Linked DNA regions of Rattus norvegicus: region 1 is linked to region 2. Evidence: chromatin contacts called from public Hi-C data. All regions are on one chromosome and are shown on one strand. Each heading gives the region's core, a stretch centred on a gene start, on an enhancer-like site or on the middle of the called end of the contact. The rest is flanking DNA. Distances are from core to core; before and after follow the strand shown.

What was found. Hi-C and Micro-C count contacts between places; a contact is called where the count stands out from the background.
Region 1: a Hi-C map of kidney shows a contact between it and region 2, with 2.9 times the contacts expected there. The contact joins two enhancer-like sites. A contact is called at or near these places in 3 of 12 Hi-C or Micro-C datasets (the A7r5 cell line, the Rat2 cell line and kidney).

Annotation. Positions count from the first base shown.
Region 1 is chr3:37,098,190-37,101,755 of GRCr8, forward strand. It overlaps Zbtb34 (zinc finger and BTB domain containing 34), which reads right to left. Exons shown (of 3, transcript NM_001399597.1): 3 at 2,844-3,566. Among named protein-coding and RNA genes, the nearest start is that of Zbtb34, 24 kb to the right of the region's middle. Within about 2 kb of position 2,197, at least 7 of the 93 cell types and tissues checked have an H3K27ac peak or open chromatin away from gene starts, as enhancers often do. A contact at or near this core is called in kidney, where this site is marked.
Region 2 is chr3:37,056,362-37,059,957 of GRCr8, forward strand. The region is part of intron 1 of Ralgps1 (Ral GEF with PH domain and SH3 binding motif 1); the gene reads right to left. Among named protein-coding and RNA genes, the nearest start is that of Ralgps1, 9.5 kb to the right of the region's middle. Within about 2 kb of position 2,125, at least 19 of the 93 cell types and tissues checked have an H3K27ac peak or open chromatin away from gene starts, as enhancers often do. A contact at or near this core is called in kidney, where this site is marked.

The sequences.
Region 1 (3,566 bases), core at 947-3,446, 42 kb after region 2:
TGTGTTTGTGTATGTAAGTGTGTATTTGTGTGTGTATGTGTGTATGTGTATGTGTGTATGTGTGTGTGCATGTGTTTATGTGTGTATATGTATGTGTTTGTATGTGTGTATGTGTATGTGTTTGTATGTGTGTATGTGTGTGTGTGTATGTGTGTGTACGTGTGTGTGTGTGCCTGCCATATGTATGCAGCCTCCACTTCTTTTGTTTGTTTTTAGGCACTACATGTGGCTTAGGCTCACTTCCAACTTGCTGCGTAGACTAAGAAGACCCTGGTCGTTTGGTCTCTGCCTCCCCGTGTACTAGGATCACAGACATAAGCCACTGTGCTGGATCAGAGGAATTTCTTTAATTCTTTTCTGTTGTTTTTGGTTTTCTGTATGTCTTGCTGTCCTGAAATTTGCTCTGCAGACTGAGTTGGTCTCAAACTCACACAGAGATCTGCCTGCCTCTGCCTCCCAAGTGTTGGGATTCAAAGCGCGCGCCACTACCACCCAGCTTGCTCTAAGCTACTTAATCCACCTGACTTTTGTTTCAAGATCCTGTCCCTTCGCTGAGCCTCCTCTTTCAGACTAAGTTTTATCTGGCTCCTCTTCCCTCTGGCAAAAATCTAGGGTCTCAAGGGTCCTTACAGCTAGTCCCAATCTTTTAAAAGATGGGGAGCAGGGGGCTGAGATGTCTTAAGAGTGTAGCACTGGTACAAGCCTGATGAACTTCGTTCTGTCACTGGAACCCCTATGAAGGCAGTACAGAGGACAGAGAACCAAAAGTTGTCTTCTGACTTTTACAAGTGCTGCGGTGTGCCCACTCCCACATCATACACACTTTCACACATTAAGAGTTTCTAAAACTGTGTGTTTATGAGCAAAATGCCACAGGAAGTGGAGCCTTTCAACAGAGCCTGGTGGCAAGAGGCCTATTCAGGGGGGCCAGGGAAGGGGAGCAGGGGCACTGCAGAAGAGGGAAGAAGGCAGTCAGTGGTTGTTATCGTAACCTGGTAGCACCCCCCCCCCCCATTTCACCACCCGCCTAGCCACAGCAGAGTAGGCAAGAAGGGCTGAGTGGGTTAGCTCAGTTAGTGCTGTGATGCTTGCCTCTAACATGTGAAGGAGTCAAAGTAGAGGAGAGAGTTTTGGAGATATTGTGATTAAAGGGCAACAAGAAAGCTGAGACGAGCAGTTGGCTCAGCTTGTCTCCCATATCCACAGATGGGCAAAAGCAAGACAGGAAGTCCTGTCCCTATCTGAACAGCACCAGAGGCCTGGCACCCTGGGGAATGGAAGCCAGAGCACCCTGGAGAAGAATCATCGATCAAAGCAAGGACACTCTCAAGAAACTTAGTGAGGCCTCAAGGAACTGCCATAATGGAATCTAGCCCCAGAGCCTGGATGTCTCCATGTCAAGGCAACAGCCATCTTTTGATACTCACAGTAATACTTAGAAAACTGAGGGAAGAAAGTGAAGGGGTTGAGCAGAGGGGGAAAAATCACTTAGGAAATCCTCTGAAGCCAGCTCCAGGGACCCAGATATGTGGTGGAACACATCTGGAAGTGACTAGTTAAAATGACAGTCATTGGCAGTAACTTGATTGCCAAGGCGGCAATCCTCCAGGTTCTACCAAGACTTGTCAAAAGTGGGTCCCATAGTTGTACTGGCTAAAAGTCTGAAGGGAGGCTAGGGATGTGGATGAGTTGGCAGAATGCTTCCCTAGGAAGCCCCAGCATGGAAAAGACAGGGTGCACGCTTCTAATCCCAGCAATCTAGAAGAGCAGGAGGGGCATCCTTGACTATATAACAAGTTTAAGTCCATCCTGGACTATGTATGTGTGACCTTGTCCCAAAAAGTAAAACCCTAAAGTGGAAAGGAAGTGCAAAAGGAAGTTGTGGGACTCAAATCCATGGTCAGGCAAAGGTAAGACTCAAAGCCAGGCCTCTATTCACATAAGCTAATGCAGGCAGGCTCCACTTAGAAGGGAAGCTGGTTCTCAAATAGGCCTTCCATAGCATATACCAACTCAATGTCACCTGACTGTAAAGGAGCCCTGCTCAAATGGGAGAGAACTCCAGCAACTTGAACACACAAGCAAGAAACCATTGACTTATAGACTCGTGGGAAGCCATGCTGGCCCATGCTTGCACGCCAGCCCTACCGCCCTGTGGTACAGGGTCTGTGCTAAGAACATAAGGTCCAGAGTTCAGGATTTGTGCATTCAGCTGAGGCTGAGTGGGTGGAGACAAGTTGACTATAAACAGTCCCTCTAGTGGCTGTGCAGTAGACAGGAAGCGGAAGCACCCAGTAAGTCTATTGTGAAGGGTCTAACCCTTGCAGGGCTGCTGCAAGGAAGAAAGGCTTCTGAGATGGGGGTGAGTGGGAGCACGGAGGAAGAGAAGGAAGAGTAGGAGGAAGACAAAGAGAAAAAAAGTGTAGGAGGACGAAAAAATAGTTCTGGTCATTGCCAACTGGCTAGGCACAGATAGAGCACCCACCCCACTGTAAGGACTGGGCAGGACACCCCGAGGTGGCTGTGCACTCAGCATGGTGCATGTTGAGGATACCCCTCTTGGCCACACAGGAAAGGTTCAGAGCACCACAGTACTTCAGTCTTCCTAGGAGACATCTAGCCTTTCAGAGAACCAGTGGCTAGAGAAACAGATGCCTGTCAGAGGCAGGGGTGCTCCTGGAGGACATGGGTGGGGTCTGTCAGAGGCAGGGGTGCTCCTGGAGGACATGGGTGGGGTCTGTCTGAGGCAGGGGTGCTCCTGGAGGACATGGGTGGGGTCTGTCTGAGGCAGGGGTGCTCCTGGAGGACATGGGTGGGGTGGGAAGACAGAGACCACAGCAAGGTTGCTCTAGCAGCATTTTTATTTACAAACAGCAATCTCCATTGAATTTATTACCATAAAAAAGCCATTTACAAGCAAGAAACAAGAATTCAGAACGAAATGAAGCAGCACTGAAATATTCATGTCACAAACCTAAAGCAAAATGAATATGAGTAAAATATCATTTGAATAAATAGTCTTCAATTCATGCTATAAAATAACCTTAATGGCAAGTTACTAGTTGATACAGCATCCGCTTAGCTAGCTTCATTTACTTCACGTGGTGATGAAGTGTGGCGTTGAGGTTACCAGTTTATATTGCAAGATAATGACACCATGTGAAGTCATTCACATTGCTCAGCCATTTGTAACAGAAGACTGTTAGCCCTACTGCTAAAGTGGTAAGAGGTGGTTTCACATTAGGAAAATGGTCGTTCTCAGGGGAGGCAGGTGAGTTTACCTCTTGCTCTAGTCAGGGCAGCAGCCTGGAGCTTGTTCTCCAAGTCCTGAGGCCGCATTCACAGCATGCTTGTCACTGAAGGGCAGTGAGAGATTTGTATGCTCAATCTGCCACTCAGGGCAGTGAGCAAAGCTTGCTCCAGGAGCTAAGCAGGAGCAGCAATAGCCCTGTCTGTGCCAGACCCAGGGGGGCACCTGGAGTTAGCAAGCCCTGGCAGGAACAGTGGGAACTCTGGCACTTACTGAAGACGATGTGTGTGACGACCATTACAAATCTGGAACAAAG
Region 2 (3,596 bases), core at 875-3,374:
CCCCCCTTCCCCAGCTTCTCTTATGTTTATAACACTTGTACCCCAACTGTGGTGGTTTGAATAGGAATGGCCCCCATAGACTCACATTTTTTGAATATTTGGCCCATAAGAAGTGTCATTATTGGGGCTGGAGATATGGCTCAGTGGTTAAGAGCACTGACTATTCTTCCAGAGGTCCTGAGTTCAAATCCCAGCACCCACATGGTGGCTCACAACCATCTGTAATGAGATCTGGTGCCCTCTTCTGGTGGGTCTGAAGACAGCTACAGTGTACTTATATAATAAATAAATAAATCTATTTAAAAAAATTTTTTTTAAAAAGTGTCACTATTAGGAGGTGTGGCTTTGTTAGAGTAGGTGTGGCTTTGTTGGAGGAAGTGCCTCCTTAGAGAGATCTTTGAAGCCAGATCTAGTGGCTCAGTCTCTTCCTGCTGCCCATGGATCCAGATGTAGCACTCTCAGCTCCCCCAACACCAAGTGTGCTTGCATGTCACCATGCTTCCTGCCATGACGATAATAGACTAAACCTCTGACTTAGCCATAATTAGTGAGCCAGCCCTAATTAAATGTTTTCTTTTGTAAGAGTTGCTGTGGTCATGGTGTCTCTTCACAGCAGTAAAACCCTAAGACACCGACCCAGAGTAACAGCTAAATGAGAAAATGGCTTACAGTAGCTCCAGCCATTTGTCACTTAGCCTCGACACCCACTCCCCTGGATTTAGAACCACACTCAGAAGTCTCTGAGGGCATCTGCAGATGAGTTTAACTAAGGAGGAAAGTGGCAGCACCATCCTATGGCCTGGAGTCTGGGGCTGAATAAACATGAACCAGCTTTCACCTCTCTGCTCCATACCATGACCACAGCCTCCCATTCCCACCATCACGGTTTCCCTGTCATGGTGGACTGTATCCCAAAGTATCTACAAAGATAGCCAATGTAAGCCATTCATGCCCCATCAACAAAGTCTAGCACAGTTTTTACACATATCAAACAATCAAACACACTAAAAGGAACAGGAATCTTCTGTACAAATGAGGGTGCTTTCACTACAGAAAGGCTAGCCAGACTCAAAATGGCCAAACCCCAGTTCACTACCTTCTTCCTCCCCACCTACTATTCCTTTCAAATTCCATTTTCTCAGTTACTCAACCCACCCACCACCATCTCCTGCCAACAGAGCAAAAGACAGACATTAGCTTCCTTCCTCACCACGGCACTGTGCAAGTGTCTACTACCTCAGTTTCATAAAACAGCCACCCACGGCCAGGATCTGTACACTACAGCAGGGTCAGCAGTGACAGGGCTTCAACCAGCCTCCATCCATCTCAGGACAGGGACTCACTATCCACTGGGCACTCTCAAGCCCCCTTCCACCCAACTCCGCCTCCCAGTGTCTCATCCAATGACACACTAAATACACACACTGGCCTGACCAACATACCAGCTCCCAGACTTCTGTGTGGCTGCCCAAATGCACCTCCTATCCACTTCCTGCACCCAGAAAGCTGAAACCTTTCTCTAAGACTTAAAGTTTTATGTGGTCCTATGAGCTTCCGTCTCTACTGTGTGGCCTCCCCCAACACTGTTCTGTCCTCATTTAATGTCTCCTGACTATCAAGACCACAGGGTCCCCAGGGCAGTGACACAGTGTAAAGCTCAGTTACATGCTTCATAGATTAGCACATCATGATTAAAAACCAGTAATGAGCTCAAGGTGTCCTCGAATACCCTCAAGAAGAAGGGGGCAGCCAGTCTTCCAAGAAGCAGAAAGAAGGCTAGCTGCTCTCCTGAAGCCAGAGAAACAACAGCTCAAAAATCAATGCTCAGCAGACAGCTGGAAAGTCCAGAAACCAAGTTCCACAGCTAGGACATAACATGGCAGAGGTTGCTAGCTCAGTCCAAGCAGTACCATTTCCTGGGACTACCATTCATCTCTCCCTTGTTCTCAACATTAGCCACACAGACATCCCCCTGCTTGCAGCTCTTAAGTGTTGGATGATAGACATGTGTCACCACACTGGGCTGTAGTTAATATTTTACATGCTGATTTGTTACTGCTTCATGCTCAAGCATTTAATGTTTGTACAAGACAGAGCAGGACTGTTTTCACTGCACCACAGGCAGCATAGTGCTGGCACTCACTAGTCCAACAAGGACAGGCCAAGACAGATGGACAGACAGGTCTGGCAGGACAGGGAAAATGGAGTGGCAAGGCTGCCCTCTGCCTTCAGCTGCAGGTATAGTCTGACCCCTCCAGCTCATCTCGACAGGCATCCAATCTTGAGCTTCCTGACTCAGAAGGATGCATAGACACCAGGAAACCCCTCAAGGTAGATTCTGGCTCCACATTGGGTGATTTGTTTTTCCAAACTACAAGCTGTTCCTCCCCATCTGAGGAGCATCACTGGGCATGCTGGTAAATCGGGTTCAAGGCTCTCCCAAGACCAAGAGGTTCCCTCCTTACAACAGCCCAGAACCAAGATGGAACTGGAGACCAGAAACACTGTAGCCACTGTCACCAGGCTAGACGGCAGAGCCTCACACCCGGTCAGGGCTTAGCCCTGCTCCCTGTAGTCACAATGACGACTCAGTTTCAGAGTCTGTCATCTGACATAAACCCTTAACCACTGACATGCTTTATTAGCAGTCATGTATGACCTCCTGGCAGCTGTTGCAAGATTGCTATAGTCACACGGATTTGCTCACAAGACTGAGAAAACAGGACACCTGAGCATGAAAGCTGGACGAAGTCTCTGCCCCCGTCTGAGACGGGAGGAAGCTTGGTCCTCCAGACTGACAGGCCACCTGATGAGCACAGAGGCCATGGGTGCTGGGTACAAAGGTGCTGAGAGATAAGGCACATAAGAAAGTGAAGTAAGGTCAGCAAGGAGGCCATATACCAACCAGCAAACCACCTCATCAACCTCCCACACAACCCAAATCTTAACTCTGGTCATCAGGCACCAAGCACACACGCCGATGATCACTATCTCAGTACTGACTACAAAGTAAGGTTTCACTGGTCCGAAGACACTGAGTTGAACTGAACTCCCCAAATCCAATGAGGGGAAGTTAAGTCCGCAAGTCAAGCAAACCCGGAATAGGTACCTCTGTCCATGCAGCTCTATTGCCTCAGCTCGCCCAAGACTCCACAAGTCGAGTGTCCGACCTCACTCTAAGGTGTCTAGGGGTCAAAAGGCACCTACAGAGACAAAAGAACCCCAACTCTCTCATAGCCTCAGCCCGGATAATGGACCTCTCTGAGCTTCTACTGCCTTCAGTGAATCACTCCTACCCTGCTCGATAACTGCCACCGAGACACAGCGCTCTGAAGTACTCCAGTATCATATGATGGAAGGGACCTCTGAAGCAACAGCCTTCTATTTTATGGAGTCACATTAGTCCACTTTCTTCACCAGTTCATTCCTCACTCATTCACCCTTCAGATACCCACACAACAGCTGCTTATCTAAAGAGCTTAGCGTCTGGTTTGTTTGTTTGTTTGTTTGTTTGTTTGGAGACAGGGTTTACCTGTGTAGCCCTGACTGTCCTAGAATTTACTCTGTTGACCAGGCTGGCCTTGAACTCAAAGATC